2 separate regions of the Mus musculus genome follow, and region 2 is linked to region 1. A link is a contact called in public Micro-C data. All regions are on one chromosome and are shown on one strand. The core of a region is the stretch at or near the end of the contact, and the rest is flanking DNA. Distances in the headings are between cores, read along the strand shown.

Region 1 (4,197 bases), core at 1,083-3,582:
GCTCTGAATGACACAGAACCAGGGATGCCCTCCTACCCAACTTCCTTCCGACCTCACAGATGTTTGAAAGTGCTTCTTCCATGCTTTTTGAGACAGCTTTTTATCAAGCCATATTTTTGTACTCAGTTCGCTGTAGATTATAAAAAATTCAATCCCTAAGGATCCTGAGTAGGCTCCAAAGAAATAAAAAAATAAAAGAGCAGGCCAATGAGATGGCTCAAGGAAGTAAAGGGGCTTGCTGCCAAGCCTGACTTCTTGAGTTCAATCCCTGAGACTCACATAGTGGCTGGAGAGAACTGACTCCTGCAAATTGTCTTCTGACCTCTACACATGGGCTGTGGCACAAATACACACGTCTCTACACATACACAACTAAGTTTTGTGTTTGTTTTTAAAGGAAGAAAGTAGGACTAGAGAAACATCTTACTTACTGTTCCATCATGAGAAGTTGTAGTGGGAATTTTGGTTTCTTTAAAAACACAGAAACATAAGAATGTTTTCATTTTAATCCCAGGTGTGGGATATGAGGCTGCCTCAGATTGTCCATAGCAGTTGACTGTGATTTGTCTCGTGTTCTAGCAGGGGCGTGGTTTTGACAGCTGCAGGTAGTTTTTGTGACTGTATGATGTTTGGAATTCTGGGGACTTTTCCTGTGTCACTCAGACCTCTGAGTAGCAGACTTGACACCCACACCACCAAGCCTGGCTCTCCATGTCCTTTTTTTTTTTTTTTTTTTTTAGTGAAAAACTGTAAAGGTGCTTGCTGTTAATTGTGTAAAACACCAAGGACAACAAAGGAAAACGAACTCCCTCCCCCCCCCCCAAGCCCCCAAACAACAATACCTTTATTGAAATGAGGGCCAGGCTTGGTGGCTAGGACTGCAATCCTAGTATTTGGGAGGTGAAGTTAAGAGATCAGGAATCATCAGTTAGGGGCTAACTAGCCTAGGCTAACTGAGATGGCATAAACAAAGGAACACTAAAATCTCCATCAAGGTCCAAACAAACAAAAGCAAACAAGAAAACACTTCGTTCCCTTTTAAAAGAAACCCAACCAATCTAACCTGGAACTTACTTTATAGACAAGGATGCTTGTGAGTCTCTGATCTTCCTGCCTCTACCTTCCAAGTGCTGGGATTATAGGCTTGCCACCAGCAAGCCTGGCTGTGAAGAGCTGGAGGTGGGGGGTGGGGTGGGAATATCCAGTTGAGGTCTAGGCAAGCACTCAACTTCAGCTCAACAGCTTAACTACATCCCATCTCCAAACCCCCAAACCCGAACATGCCCCCTGAACCGCCCCCCTTCCATGCTCCAACCAAAAGCTTAAATCTAAGTCAACCAAACAAAACTAACCAATGAACAACAGCAACAAACTTTAATCGGATGGGAAGAATGAAGTGGGAGTCCCTGAATTCACTCAGCTGATTCTTATCTGCTGGCAGTCTGGTTTCTTTCTCTGGCCTAAGCAATTAAAAAAAAAAAAAAATTAGAGGGCAGGTTTGGATTCCAGTCTTTGGAACTCCTGGGTCTCAGGAAAAGAAGTAGGTTGTGGAGACCCATCAGGGCCATAAATCCAAGTGCATGGCACCAAAATAAGAGTTTACAGAGTAGGGGCAAGCACAGAAGCACCAACTAAGATGGTCAGAACTCTCCCAGGGCTCAAGCAAGAAGGACACAGGGCCTTGCTCTGAAAGTAGCGGAATCCGAGTCTCCAGGCCAGATTTTCCCTCTAGCCATTCCGGGCCAAGCTAAGCAGAGCAGCTAAGCCAAGAGAAAGGGATGTCTTCCTCGTCTGCCGGGATGGAACAAACCCGGCTGCTTAGAGAGCGCTGAGAACCCCAAGGGTCCCTCACAGCCCTTAGCAGCCAACAGGACATGACTGCTCTTGGTCCGGCGCGCTCCCCGCTCTCTCCAGACACCCCCACCCTTTCCGGGTGCGCGCGCAAGAGTGGGCCAGCTTCCCCTAGCTGTGCGCTCCGCAGCCTGCGGGTGGCAGCGGCGTTGGCGACTGGCTCTCAGGGAAGAGGGTGACCAAGGGACCGCGAAGGAGGAGTCGGCGCCGCAGCCGCTCCCCTCGGGACCGCGCCCCGCCTTCCGTCGCCACCTGAGCATCCCCTCTTGGCTCCCAGCTGCTCCAATCTATCCCACCATTCCCTCTAGGGGACCGTGTGTACTCTTAGTGCCGCAGCCGCGGTGTCATTGCATCCGGTGATCGGGACACTCGGATCTTGGTTCCCTTGGGGGCTTGGGACGAGCTGCACGGGCCGTGGTGACAGGCTGCGGGGGCGCCAGCGCGCATCCCTCCCCCGCGACATTTAGAAAGGCGTGTAGACAACTGGTGTGACTTTGGAGGTCCGACTCCTCCTTCCGGCCAGCCTCGCAACGCGCCACCTCCCGAGACAAGCCAGTGTGTCCGGCAGGCCCCGGAGGCTCGTGTAGGGACTTGGAACGTGTCCGGGAACCCGTGGCGCTGTGCGCACTGGTGAGTTTTGCGGGCGGGGTGGGGGCGGAGAGGACGTCGCGCTGGGTCCCTGCTCCCGCCCCTTTCCTGCTGTCCCCCCCTCCACTTTGAGAGAGTCATTGAGATTTGAGCGTGACTGCGGAGCCTGGAGGATGCAGGCACGGGGCGCGGGGTTTTCCTCTTCTCAGAGTGATGGAGAGAGCCGGTGAGCTGAACAAAGACACCCGCCCTGAGGAGCGGGTCCTTTGCTGAAGAACTCTATTTTCGCCCTGCGACGGCCGCCTGCGGGCGAGAGTGTCGGCCGCGCAACTCCAGGAGTGGCGCGCTCTTCCGCCGGCGGGCGCAGAGCTGGAGCCCGGCACCTGCGCGCCACTCCCGCCACATCCCCAGAGCATTCCGACTACCAAAGGATTGTTCCTGAAGGTCTACGTCTGCGGAGGAGGTCCAAAGTCTAAAGGCAACCTGTTTGCTGTTCTACAGGGAGAGACCCTGGGACCTTTATCTTTTGCTGTCTTGTAGAAGGGACTGCGTGCTGTGGACGGAGCAGGCATTTCAGAGACACTTTTGCAAGCCAGGGGCTTCCATGTGAGAGATCAGCCGCGTCCTTCCAGTGGTTACTGGCGCCAGAGAATCGGCGTTTTGTGGTCAACAGCAGCTGGGACCCCCAGCCCTTTGCCCCCTCCCTCGGCCATTGTTCGGTGTGTGGGGTCTACTCCGTCTCAGGCTGCCCTGCGCCTCGCAGGTGAGGCTGGTAGAGGCGTGGGTCCAGGGAAAGGACCGGCCGTGTTGTTTGATGGCTTCACTGAGGAGAGTCAAAGTGTTGTTGGTGTTGAACTTGATCGCGGTGGCCGGCTTCGTGATCTTTTTGGCTAAGTGTCGGCCTATCGCGGTGCGCAGCGGAGACGCCTTCCACGAGATCCGGCCTCGCGCAGAGGTGGCCAACCTCAGCGCGCACAGCGCCAGCCCCATCCAGGATGCGGTCCTGAAGCGCTTGTCGCTGCTGGAGGACATCGTCTACAGGCAGCTTAATGGTAAGGACGTGCCCTGCCGCCTGTGGGTCGTGGTGCAAGCAGGGCACAGGGTGATCTCCCTGGCTCTCTGTATCCTAAGCTGACATCTGAACCAGCCCGATCTCTCTCTTCCATCCCTGCCCTGTGCCTGGGACTATTGTAGAAACCACCACCGGATTCTTTTTCATGATATACTGCAGCTGGAAGTTTGGTCTTCCTCTAGAAACCTGCCACTACAGTCGACTCTTGGTCTCTGCTCGTGACTCCAGCTTAGAACATACTGCAGACTGGGAACCTCTAGAAAGGAAATAGCTGTCAGTTCATGGTGTTTGATGGAGGAGCTGGTAGGGAAGTGGGTGTCATGGCTTGCAAAGTGAGGGCTCGAGTAAATACATTATTCCTTTAGGTTGATTGCATCACTAAGAATGCAGACTCTTTCCTCCCCACTGCCTGGGTGCAAGGTGGTCTATTAACAACCAGTCTACTCCCGAACCTCGTGGCAATCGAGGGTCAAGTTCTTAGTGGGTCTGGGAAGCAGGGGTTTGTTCACAAAGTTAAGCCAAACAAGGAGGCTTGGCATTCAGGTTTGTAGCTTTTTCCAGAACTTGTCTCACCTAAACTATTCTAAATGAGTTGCCATAGAAGAGCGTGTGTGTGTGTGTGTGTGTGTGTGTGTGTGTGTGTGTGTGTGTGTGTGTGTGTTGATATATTGCTTCCACCTGGCTCA
Region 2 (4,197 bases), core at 737-3,236, 91 kb before region 1:
TGCTCGTTTGCTTTGGATTCTGTTGTTGTGTTCTTTGTTTGTCTGTTTGGGAAGGGTCCCATGTAGCCAAGGCTGGCCTCAGCAACACTATGTAATCGAAGATGGTCCTCCTGCCTCCACATCCCTGAGGGCTAGGATTACAGGCATACACCATCTTGCTGTGTTTACATAGTACAGGCCTTCGTGCATGCTAGGCAAGCAGCCTACTGAGCTACATGCCCAGCTCCAGTTCTTACTGGATATATTGGAACCAAAATAAATCTCTCTTTAGATTGTTTCTTTCCCCTTTGGTCTCCCTTTCCCCACTGTGATGGCAAGTTTTGTTTAGACTTACTTGGTCTACAAGTTACTTTGTGTTGCTATGGTTATTACATTTATGGAAGAGTTTGTTTTTATGTCCTGAGAGAGAGGAGGGAAGAATGTAATGATGGGGGAGGCACACCAGCAGGTGGCCAGATCAGGACACTAAGAGGTCACCACAAGTATATAGCAGAGAGAGAGAGACAGAGAGAGAGAGAGAGAGAGAGAGAGAGAGAGAGAGAGAGAGAGAGAGAGAGAGAGAGAGAGATGTCCAGCCCCTACTTTTTAGCTGAGCTCATCCACGTATGGAAACTTCAATATATAATCTATATGAAGGACAACACAAAGATCAAGAATGTGATGAAGGAGGAGGAGGAAGAGGAGAAGAGGGAGGAAGGAGGAGGAAGAGGAGGAGGAGGAGGAGGAGGAGGAGGAGGCAGTTGTACCAGCAACAGAGGAGGTTAGGAATGAGTGGATGAGTCATGGGTAAATCCTTTAAGGGGAGCACCAGGCAGGGATCTTCAGGGATCTTGACATACAGCTCTCCACAAGCCATATTTGCTAATATTCTTTTCCCTCGGTGACTTCTGCTATCTAACAAGTCCTGACAGGCTTTTTAATGGCAGCTCATGACAATGAATTGGGTTACAAGAATTTGACAGCAAGCAGATAGCCCTGCCTAAGACTTCAATTCTGGTGATAGACTGAGAATCACTGCAGAGAACCTTTGTGAAGGAAAATATTTGGGGGATGGGTTAATCCATGTCACTGTGGGCCACCTCCTAAGAGTCTGACTTTCTTTCCTGTAAGTCCTGGCCACTGACCACTCTTACCCTTCATGATTTCGTTGTCTTACTCCCTCTTCTCTAGGCTAAGTCACTGCCATCTTGTGGGACTTGGTCACACTGCCAGATAAGTCCTACCATCTAGAGAAGCCTCAAGGAGATCTCTATCACTGTCAGCATGTTCAAGGCCTGCCTGAATTACAGAGTTCAGAGCAAGCCTAGGCAACTTATAAATAAAGAGTGAAGAGAGGTCTCAGGGTGTATCTAAGATGTAAAGCCCCTGCCTAAATTCCCCAGTAAGGTGCTGGGAGTGTGGTTCAGTGGTAGAGAGCTTGCCTAGCATATATGAAGCCATAGATTCAATCTCTAATACTGCAGAAAGGGAGACAGGGGAGAAAAATGGAAATTTACTTATACCGCAGAGCTCCTAGGATGCCTTCTTTAATGATATCTATTCATACGTCTATTTCCCGGAGAAACCCTTTAGTTTTCTTTAGTTTTATTCAGTGTTAAACAATAAGTAGTTTATCCCTCTTTGTGTGTGTGTGTGTGTGTGTGTGTGTGTGTGTGTGTGTGTGTGTGTGTAAACAGATTCTGATGTAGCCCAGGCTGGTCCTTAATTCTTCATGTCTCCAGCAGGACATTGATCTTCTGAGCCTCCTGTCTGCATCACCAGTGGTGGGATGACAGGTGTACACTGTGGCACCAGGCTCTTTGGGCATTTCTAAATGTGAATTCCAATGCTTGCTTCCTTTACTTGATGCTCTATGCTTTGAGACTGGCTTACATAGACCAGTGGGAAATGGGCATTTCCTTTATTTCATTGTAGAGTTCTGCAGTAGTCACATTTGGCCAGTTATTCCATCTAGCACCTGCTCTATCCATCCAGTGCTGACAGACATTTGGAGTATGTCCAGCCTGGTCTTTTGTAAACAATGCTGCTAAGAGCTTTCTCATGCTTACCGTTCCCAAGCCTGTGTGGGAAAGCCTCCCCCAAACTGTATACAAACTGTAGTGCTTCGGGATCACACGAAGATGGCATACATTGTGATCATTCTCACAATTCTAAAACATTTTACATTTTATTTATTTATGTGTACGGGTGTTTTGCTTGCATGTAAGTCTGTATACCATGTTCCTACAGTGCCTGTGGAGGCCAGAGAAGGCATAATATCCCCTAGAGATGGAGTTACAGCCAGCCATGAGCCAATTCATGGAACTGGGAATTGAACCCAGGTCTTCTGGAAGAGCAACCAATGCTCTTAAATACCAAGACATCTCTCTAGCTTCGTGCTGTGATAGTTTTAGTTGTCAACTTGATACAAACTAGAATCATCTATAAGGAGGGTCTCAACAAGGGATGGATTGCCTAGATTAAGTTAGCCTGTAGGCATATCTTGGAGAGATTGTCTTGATTGCCTTAATTAAGGTAGGATGATGGAGCCCACTGTGGGTGGCAACATTCCCTAGGTTTGAGCATAAAACTGTGTGTGCATAGCGGGGTGGTGGTGGTGCATACCTTTAATCCCAAAACTTGGGAGGCAGAGGCAGGCAGATTTCTGAGTTCGAGGCCAGCCTGATCTACAAAGTGAGTTCCAGGACAGCCAGGGCTATACAGAGAACCCTGTCTCGAAAAAAAAAAAAAAAAAACAACCAACCTTCTTCCCCCACAAAAGCCCCCCAAAACAAAAACAAAAACAAAAAAACCCGTGTGTGCACAAAGAGTTGAGCAGTAATGGCCATGCACACACTCATTTCTCTCTGCTCATGATGGGATATGATGTCACTAGCTGCTGCAAGTTCCTGCTTTGACTTCCCTACTGGAAGTCAAGATGGACTGTAACCCCGAGTTGTAAGCTAAATAAACCCTTGTTTTCACCCTAAGTTGCTTTTTGTCTGGTATTTTATTATAGCAACAGCAACAAAATTCAGGCATATGTTCAGGGCTGTAGCCTGCAACTAACAAGTCCCCAACTGGCTCTTGTTCCAAGTTCTTGGTCCTCAGCTAGTGGAGTTGTCCTGAAGGCTGCGGAGCAGAAGTGTCTCAGTAGGGACAAGGTTTAGAAGGTTAGAGCCAGCTTGGCTTCCAGCCTGCTTCCTCAGCTTCCTAGTGATCTCCATGTAGACAAACTGCTGCTCTTTGCACAACAATCCTAGATAGAATTGTTGATCATGCCTTTCCTGGCATGGCAGATGGAGACACTCTGAAACCACAAGCCAAAATAACAGCATATTCCTTTAAGCTGTTTATGTCAGGCTGCTGGATATGGTGGCCATACCTGCAATCTCAGCACTAGGATGATGAGACAGTAGGGATGCTATGATGGGTTCAAGGGCAGCCTGTGCTAAAGAGTGAGTATCTCTAAATACTGTCTATGCCAGGTTTATGCCACCAAGACAAGAAAAGTTAAAAAAAAATCCATTTCTCTTCCTCCTTCCTTTCTTTCCTCTCTCATTCCCTTCCTCCTTTCCTTCCTTAATGGAATTAAGGACAGAACTTAAGGTTTTATACATAGTAGGTGAGCACTCAACCATTGAGCAATGTCCCCCTTTTTTCCTCCTCCTCTTCCTCTTCCTTCACCCTCCCCTTTACTTGGCACGCCCTCTTGTCCTCTGGTAGGGTATGTTACTTAGGCTGGCTTTGAACTTCTGCCTCCACTTCCCAAGTGCTTTTACTGTTCATCACCACCCGTTTTTATAGTGCTTTGGAGCAAGCCTAGCACACTGCACAAAACTCAACTCAATTGCATACTCTACTTTCAGCCTTCACCTTTCTGGATGCTCTTAGGAAAGGCCCTTAAGCATCCCTGAGCCTCTGTTGGGAAGACTTGGATCTTTGCCCCCGAAGGATGCAGGAGCCCATGGGATGCAGAGTACTTGGCACTTGTAGAGAATGGGCACACAGCCCTCCTTGCCTGAAAGCTCCTCACAATTAGGCCTCAAAAATCATGCGGAGCAGCCTGGCCACCTGACCCTATGAGATAGTTATTTTGGTGACCCATAGTTGTGAGTCACTTGTGGAGACTGCCAGGCTGGACTGTGCTCCCCTGCCCCCATGGGGAGGTTGAGAGCCCTCTGTGACAGCTGCTTGTCACCGTTACTTCTTCTAAAG

Evidence for each region. A called contact is a pair of places that touch in the nucleus more often than the background predicts.
Region 2: a Micro-C map of muscle stem cells shows a contact between it and region 1, with 3 times the contacts expected there. The contact joins the enhancer-like site here to the promoter of Galnt17 in region 1. A contact is called at or near these places in 1 of 39 promoter capture datasets (embryonic stem cells), 2 of 484 Hi-C or Micro-C datasets (muscle stem cells and myocytes), 5 of 115 datasets of contacts at active chromatin or transcription factors (embryonic stem cells and forebrain) and 2 of 9 other capture datasets (adipose tissue and pancreatic islet).

What each region holds. Positions count from the first base shown.
Region 1 is chr5:131,305,657-131,309,853 of GRCm38.p6, reverse strand. Galnt17 (polypeptide N-acetylgalactosaminyltransferase 17) reads left to right here and starts at 2,332. Exons shown (of 11, transcript NM_145218.3): 1 at 2,332-3,491. The coding sequence starts at 3,254.
Region 2 is chr5:131,396,225-131,400,421 of GRCm38.p6, reverse strand. The region is part of intron 2 of Gm29681 (predicted gene, 29681); the gene reads left to right. Among named protein-coding and RNA genes, the nearest start is that of Gm29681, 16 kb to the left of the region's middle. Within about 2 kb of position 1,986, at least 2 of the 459 cell types and tissues checked have an H3K27ac peak or open chromatin away from gene starts, as enhancers often do. A contact at or near this core is called in muscle stem cells, where this site is marked.